Linked DNA regions of Mus musculus: regions 2 and 3 are each linked to region 1. The links are chromatin contacts, called in public promoter capture Hi-C maps. All regions are on one chromosome and are shown on one strand. Each heading gives the region's core, a stretch centred on a gene start, on an enhancer-like site or on the middle of the called end of the contact. The rest is flanking DNA. Distances are from core to core; before and after follow the strand shown. Region 1 overlaps Setd4 (SET domain containing 4). Region 2 overlaps Runx1 (runt related transcription factor 1). Region 3 has its middle 52 kb from the start of Gm30474.

Region 1 (2,549 bases), core at 33-2,532:
CTTGCTCAGCCTGCTTTATGGTACAATCCGTCCAGGGTGGCATCACCCACAGTAGGATGTGTCCCACCCATATGCCCACAAGTCAGTCAGATGGAGGCAGTCTCTCAATTCGGACCTCACTGAGGTAGACTGTCATTTGGAATGACACTTGAAAAGGTGGATTATTTTCACAATGCAGCTCTGACGTGTAGAGCTAATGCGCTGCGGGACTTTACCCATCCTGCTGAGTTCTCACTTCTCCTTCAGGTATCACTGGTATAGATCATAATGCCGTAAAGTGGGGGCGCAACGTCAGAGAAAGTCTGCAGGCAGCCACGTGCTGCAGGGTTGAGGAGGAGGCTGAAGCCAGACAGAATACTGAGACCATCCTCGTTAATATTATTTATAAGACATTTAAGCACATTTTCAATACTTTTCTTTACCTTCTAAGGAAGTCTTGCAAGACTCTTCCGACTCCTCAGACCTGTTTGAGGTGTGTTGTGTAGTGAGGAAAGGAGAACATGGACAGATCCCGGGAGTTTGTATGTCTGTTACTTAGTTGTCTTTTTCTGTTGGCTTCCACTTCTTTTTTTTTTTTTTTGGTTTTTGGTTTTTGGTTTTTTCGAGACAGGGTTTCTCTGTGTAGCCCTGGCTGTCCTGGAACTCACTCTGTAGACCAGGTTGGCCTCGAACTCAGAAATCCACCTGCCTCTGCCTCCCAAGTGCTGGGATTAAAGGCGTGCACCACCACACTCAGCCTGGCTTCCACTTCTATATGTGTTGTGAATATATATACTGTATCTTTTGGTGGTTTGAATTCTTTTTCTTTTTTAAAGTATTTTTTGTTGGCTGATTTAGTTGTATAGATTTGAACCTGATTCAAAGAGATTCTGAGTTTTGTTGAATGCAATGAAAATATGTGATATAATAAAAATTATGAGACTTAGAAAAACAAGTTAAATGCTGTCTCACTCCGAAAGAGAAGAACCAAGGCATAAGACACATCATGCTCAATCAAAGCCTAAGTCCTGCATTGTACCTCTTGATTCTGGAGCTCGCTGTCTGGCATCTGGAGCTCACTCGCGATCTCCTGGGCTCTGCCATCCATGAACACCCACAGCTTGTCTTGTAGGCTGAGGCCAGCTCCACTCCACTCCTGCTGCGGTCCCTCGTGGTCACCTCATGGTCCTGGCATCCCCAGGATACTGGGATCTCCTCTGCAGCTGAGGCTGTACCTTCACCAGTGTCCTCTCCTGGCCTCTGACAGTGCCAAACTTGTTTCTTCCCATGGCCCTTCAGCCCTGGCATTTCCATTGCAACAGAGGCTGCACCGTCACCAGCGGCCTCTCTTGGGTCTCAGTGCCAAGCCTTAGCTGTTGCTTCAGACACTTACGTAAACGTTGTTTACCCTGTTGATGTGCAGCCTTGGCTCCCCCACTGGGCCCCAGCCTCCGTGTGCTGACCCTGAGGAAGTGCCCCCAGAAGATCTGATCTCCACGATGCTGGTCTTTGGTTAATCAGAGCTAATCTTGAAGCCCATGCTCATCCTCACTGCTTGTCCTGGTAAAGCTGAGGTTTTACTTCCGCAGTGTTCTTCCTAAACTCTGCTTTCTCTTTGGCAAGGAGGGCCAGGTGATGATCTCACTGCCTGAGAGCTGTCTGCTCACCACGGACACTGTGATTCGAAGCTCCCTAGGGCCCTACATTAAGAAGTAAGTGACCACACCTCACACCTGGTGTCTGCCAGTGCTGCTCACAGCCCACGTCGGCAGCACAGGGCGTGAGGACCCAGCTCTCGGCTAGCCGAGAAATACTTAGTACGATTGAAGGTTTATTCTCTTCCAGGGTTGTTCTTGGTTCAGTGTGAACTGTGTTTCCAAGGTTTTCCAGGCTGCCTAGGATGTGGTGCTCACCCTGTCCCCTATTTACTAGAAAGTGAGCATGGGATGGGATGGTGTACGTGACAATGGTGTGGCTGTTTCCTTCTACCCTAGAAAGCTTGGCAGATGCTAGGCCACTGTCCCAGGTTCACCCTGTTGTACCAGCTTGGCTTCTTCACCTTTGAACAGATTTGACCTTAGGGCAGAGCTTTAGTTAGGAATGGGGGAGGGTAGGTGCTGTAGGTTGAGAGCCACGTCCTGGGCATGTGGTGGTGAGCCTTGCTTTCAGAGCATCCCTGAAGTCAGAGGAGGGAGAGCCTCAGCAGAAATTATTTCTACGTTGGGTTCAAAGATGGTGCTGACCCTTAACCCAAGTGGATACCCCTCCACCTGCTCTCTATGAACCCCGTTACCGCCAGCTCTCTATAGGCCCCTCCCCCGGCTCTCTATGAACCCCATTACCCCTCAGCTCTCTATAGGCTCCTCCCCTGGCTCTCTATGAACCCCATTACCCCCCCTCTCTATAGGCCCCTCCCCCGGCTCTCTATGAACCCCATTACCCCCCCTCTATAGGCTCCTCCCCCGGCTCTCTATGAACCCCATTACCCCCCCCCTCTATAGGCCCCTCCCCCGGCTCTCTATGAACCCCATTACCCCCCCTCTCGATAGGCCCCTCCCCCGGCTCTCTAT
Region 2 (2,549 bases), core at 29-2,528, 850 kb after region 1:
TTGTGTTCATCAGACTAATGGAGCTGTCAATTAAGCCCAATCCAGACTAGCTCTTAGCCATAATGGACACCTGGTCCTGAACTTGGAGTGGAGTGGAGGAAGGTGTGAGCTCCTTGAAGCAGCTGGCAAGTGATTGTCCAGTGACTATGAAACCCGAACCATGGACCAATTAAGTGGACGTATGTGTACAACTACATGTGCACAGCCCTAGACTGAGTCATGAGTGGGCAGATTTGGATAGGTCACTTGTTAATGTGTGAGCATATTAGCAGAAGACCAGAGAGACACAGTGTGATGCCTTAGAAAACCGAATATAAATAATATATGGGGAATCACCAGAGCTAACAAGTGTACATATGCCGGAGTCTATTCTCACACTCTGTTCCTATAAGTAGAGAGGTTCGCCTCAGCCAGGGTAGGGGTCTGGACAATGGTTTCTGAGCATCCCAGTACCGGAACATCTCCAGCATTTGAATCTCTCAGATTCTTTCATGATTGGATGGAGGTGGCAAGAGAGTCTCATCTAGTTTGTAGCCGCAGCTGTGTCCTCCTCTTCCTCACTCCCCATCCCCCTCATCCCCCATCTTCTTCCTCCTCCTTCCCCTCGTCTTCCCTCCCCCTCCACCCCCTCCTCCTCCTTGAGAACTCACGCCATATTTTGCATGGTTTAGAATGCCCTCCAAAGGCAAACCCAGAGTCTGAGGAATTTTTCTGCATTGCTGAGATGAAGAAAGCTTGCATGCTGTGACTTGCCACACGTGTCTCTCATTAAATAATCCTCCAGACTTTATAAAAAAAGAAAGAAAGAGACTCACCATCTATAGCTAAACATCAAACAATCGAACTATTTTTAGCCTCAAGTACTACTAAGAAGTTAGATTCCACACGTTCGTCTTCAGTTATCTGGCTTTGGCAAAATGACCTCGATAAAGAATGTGGGCAAACAGAGACTAACATCTCTTGCCGAGCATATGCTCTGGCATGCAAGAGGGCTCTTTGCTAAGAGTTTGCATACAGAGAAAGCAAGGATTTTGAAAGACTGGCTGGCAGGCGGCATTGGGGATCACAAGGCAAGTATTCGTCCTCGAACCTCATGCAAGTGTGTCCCACTGTCAGGCTTGCAGTATGCTCAGAGAGGTTAAACCCTGTGGGGGAGTGGGCAGATAGTCTTAGGTGTCAGCTAGTTGGTTTTGTTCTGTGTCATGTTGTGAGGTGCACTGTAAAGAGGTGCACTGCTGGGCAGAGGGCCTGAACCTTCTGGAAGAAGGAAAAGTCGCACTTGGGGCTGGTGTCTTTGATGTTGTCTCCAGCTGCAGAGATCTCCCTCCACAGGTGTGACCCAGGTCAGCCTCAGGCTTGCCTTTCACTTTCAACCGTGTCTACTTTCGCTTAGTCCTCTTACCTTAGGAAAGAGAGGAGGTGGGGGCAGAGATGGTGAACTGCCTAGCACTGCTGACTGAAAGCCCAAGGCTGGTAGACACATAGTTAGTTCCCAGACGTCCTTACATAGGCTTCAGGATGGCTAGCCCAAGACAGATGTGGTGGTTGGAGATAGAAGGCAGGTGTGGGAACTCAGGAGCAAAAAGGAGACTGCCCCAAGTCTCTGAGGCAGAAGGAGCAGACAGCACCAAGAGTGTTCAACCTACAACATAGGGCTGCATGTAGCCTAAGATGGCTATGAGTATGGCTTACCATAAAACTGTAAACTTGCTTAAAACAATAAAGGGGGTTCTTTGGGGCTTAGGGTTTAGTTTTGCTTTTTCAGGTGTGTGTGTGTGTGTGTGTGTGTGTGTGTGTGTGTGTGTGTTGAAGAAGGACTTCATCTATCTCAAGCTATCCTTGAACTTGCTATATAGTAGAGCTTAATGTCTTAACAAGGCTTATAGGGATGGTCACCTCTGGCTTGTGAGATGCTGGGGCTAAAGCACGGGACCTCCTCTATGTGTTAATCTAGAGCTCCACACAGGGAGCGGCACCCCCAGCCTTGTTGGTCCTCAGTGTAGCATCCTAGCACAGCAAGACACTGAACACACCTGAATGGACTCTAATCCTCACTTGGTTTTCCCACCACATCGAGTTAGACCAATATCTCATGGGTAGATCTAGTTCTCCCATGAGCTTACGAGTCCATCACTGAGCCTCTGCCATTCTTGTCTGAGACCAAGGCACTGCCATGACTTCGGGCAACATGGGATAGCATCTGTCCTGACTGGGTGAAGTTTCTGGAAGGAAACTTTGCTTGTTGCTACGTTCATCAGATGACCGAGGCTAGAGAAAGCATGATAACCAGAACTCAGAGACTTGAAGGAGGGCCGTTCCTGCCTCTTGGGTGCAGTGATGCCCATAATCCTCACGTGGTGGAAGGATCCAGTATTTCCAGTTCTCTCAGATGGTATTTTAATAGTATCAGGTCATCGCTCTCATGGAGGCAAATGTGGACTGCATTTATTTCATTTTAAGTTGAAAAGGGCAAATCTCTCTTGGACAAACCAGAAACACAAATTAAAGGGTTATGAGCCTGGTGGAAGAGACGCCTACTAATCAACACT
Region 3 (2,549 bases), core at 19-2,518, 510 kb after region 1:
CTGCAGGATCCTCATGCTGTGCACTTGGAGCAGTTTGTTGCATTTCTGCTCCCTACACACGAGGAGCCAAGAGCATGCGTTCTCCTCTATTTGTGATAATCAAGTATTCTTCCAGACACTGCCAACATTCTCCTGTCGGGATCACACTCCACCTCCGAGAGCCAAATGCTTCAATGCAAGATGGTTTAAAAGTGCCGGCTGAGAAGTCGGGAGGATCTGCATGACGAGGTGTGGACAATTCAGAAGGTTCCTCTGACGTGGTTCATTAGTAAGACCTCTCATGCTTTGTATTAAGAGCTTCTGGTCTACAGAGGCCTTGAGTTCCCTCTCTGGCACCCTCGTTGGGCAGCTCACAACTGCCTGAAAATTCAGCTTCAGGGGTTCAGTCAGCTACTTCTGGCCTCTGTGGGTGCTGGGGCACATGCACAAACTTGCATACAGACACACATACATGTATACACCGACTTTAACATGTAAAGGGAATAGTGATCATACATAGTCAATCACACAACCAACAAAAAAAATTAGTGTTTTTTAAAAACTACTACATAGTTTCTTTTGGTATATTTTCCCCTTACCCGTCCTCCCTCCAAATCCTCCCAAGTCCTCCCATTCACTCCTCCTTTGAATGTTCTCATTCAAATCCATGGGCTCTTTCCTCATTAAGTGTCGCTACCTAGAGTTGTATGTGTGTTTCTTAATCCCGTGTAAGCCTTGTAGAGGTGCTGCTCTTCATTAAGGAAGAGAAAGACATTTAAAGAGACGGCAGTGCCTGCTTCCCCTGGTGGAGCTCATAACAGCACCTTAAGACCCAGCGGGGCCTGAGCTACAGATGGTTTGGCTTTTAAACCAATCAGCAAATTATCCTGCGGCAGGTGCTTACTGCAAACTCCAGAACTTGGAGAGCCCAGAAAGCTGCCTTTAGCATAGGAAAGCCAAAGCTGAAGGTTTGAACACAAGTAAAAAGAAGCAAAACAGGGAGGGGCTGGAGGTTGCTGGGTGCTTCACCAGGACCTCTAAGTGTGCAGCTTTGCACCTCATAGGAGCGAGGCCTCTGCTCTTTATTGCTTAATACTCTGCAGCTCCTACTGCATACCCCTGCAGAGGACACGCCCACTCCCATGGTGCTGCGAGCGCACGTAGGTTTAGACCTCCACCTTTTCATCTTCTGTTCATTTCCCTTTAACAAGAAGAATGAAGACTTCAGCTCTCACAGGCAGACTGCTGTTTTGTTTGGTCCGAAGTCAGATGGGAGGCCTCCAAGGAAAACTCCCTTTTAGCATTTTCCAATTAGAAAAGTGCTGCGCACCGCGCTGAGGGCCCGTGCTCTCCCCCGCTTTCCCCTCACTTTTACTGCCATTATTTATCCGAGGGGATCGTATTTCAAGAAAGATTATTTTTTTCCTCTTACTGAAGGGAGGAAAATACATTTCTTTGTTGAAAGAAGGGGGGAACGATCCAGAAGAAAGAAAATCCCCGATCCCGCAGGGTTGTGAATCTTTTTCGAGCCATGGTATTTTATAAGGACGCGGGTCTTAGGAAGAACAGGAGTTTATAAAAGCAGCTTGCTGGATAAGGACCCATTTGTAAAGGCTTTTAGAAAATGCATTATTTACCCGCTGGAGCTCTCGGTTATCGTGTTTACTCAAGGGAAAGCAAATTTTCTCTTTTTTTAAATCTTGCCTAAGTTTTTCTTAAAACAGGCTGTTGACTGGAATCGATGTGGACAGCAGCCTAAAAGGACACAGGACAGCTTGGCCCCACTGGCACCTAAATAAATGGTCATCCAAGGTCGTGCCTTCTGTCAGCAGTAGATGCTGTTTTTGAGTAGCATGTCTCAAATGCAAACTGCTAAAGGCCCAGTGCTCAGATGCAGAAACTCTGGGGCGGGGGCTGCAGAGGTGGGTTGGTGGATAAATAGCTTGCTACAGGAGGGCCTGGGTTTGCCTTCCCTTGAGTGTACGGAAGGGCCTGAGTTCAGATCCCCTGCACTCACATAAAAGCCCAGCTGAATGGGGTGTATCTGAGCCCTAGCATAGGGGACAGAGATAGGATCCCTAGAACTCAGTGGCCAATCTGTCTAGGCAAACTGATGAGAGTCACATTCAGTGAGAGACCCTGTCTCAGAACGAACACGGAGAGTGATGGAGAGAGAGACATCCTGACTCAACATACAGCCATCGCAGGAGAGTGCTCAAGCAAGCACTCCTGCAGACACATGGGCACACATCTACAAACACCACACATACACACACACACACACACACACACACACACACACACACACACACACACACTACAGTGACATATGCAAGCTTAATGCTAATAAACAAAAGCCCCCAGCGCAAGGAGCTCCCTAATTACGACAGGAGCATGCATTGAATGCTCAGCGTCTGGTGATGAAAACATCAGTAATTGCAGTCTCGCTTATATGGGCAACTGATTGCTTACACGATATAAGCAGATTTGATATGAAGTATAATCAATCTATTCTCCTGCCTTTTCCTCCTCCATTAATAGGCTATCCTTTAGTCAGAGTATTGCTGTCC

Evidence for each region. Capture Hi-C pulls out chosen DNA fragments and counts their contacts.
Region 2: a contact with region 1 is called in a promoter capture Hi-C map of adipose tissue, with 5 times the contacts expected there. The contact joins two enhancer-like sites. A contact is called at or near these places in 1 of 39 promoter capture datasets (macrophages), 1 of 115 datasets of contacts at active chromatin or transcription factors (astrocytes) and 2 of 9 other capture datasets (adipose tissue and liver).
Region 3: a promoter capture Hi-C map of adipose tissue shows a contact between it and region 1, with 2.2 times the contacts expected there. The contact joins two enhancer-like sites. A contact is called at or near these places in 1 of 115 datasets of contacts at active chromatin or transcription factors (neural tube) and 3 of 9 other capture datasets (adipose tissue, liver and pancreatic islet).

Annotation. Positions count from the first base shown.
Region 1 is chr16:93,592,389-93,594,937 of GRCm38.p6, reverse strand. Setd4 (SET domain containing 4) reads left to right here. Exons shown (of 12, transcript NM_145482.3): 6 at 1,603-1,691. Among named protein-coding and RNA genes, the nearest start is that of Setd4, 10 kb to the left of the region's middle. Within about 2 kb of position 1,282, at least 13 of the 459 cell types and tissues checked have an H3K27ac peak or open chromatin away from gene starts, as enhancers often do. A contact at or near this core is called in adipose tissue, where this site is marked.
Region 2 is chr16:92,742,735-92,745,283 of GRCm38.p6, reverse strand. All of the region lies in intron 2 of Runx1 (runt related transcription factor 1), which reads left to right. Among named protein-coding and RNA genes, the nearest start is that of Gm30281, 18 kb to the left of the region's middle. Within about 2 kb of position 1,278, at least 27 of the 459 cell types and tissues checked have an H3K27ac peak or open chromatin away from gene starts, as enhancers often do. A contact at or near this core is called in adipose tissue, where this site is marked.
Region 3 is chr16:93,078,485-93,081,033 of GRCm38.p6, reverse strand. No RefSeq gene overlaps it. Among named protein-coding and RNA genes, the nearest start is that of Gm30474, 52 kb to the left of the region's middle. Within about 2 kb of position 1,268, at least 33 of the 459 cell types and tissues checked have an H3K27ac peak or open chromatin away from gene starts, as enhancers often do. A contact at or near this core is called in adipose tissue, where this site is marked.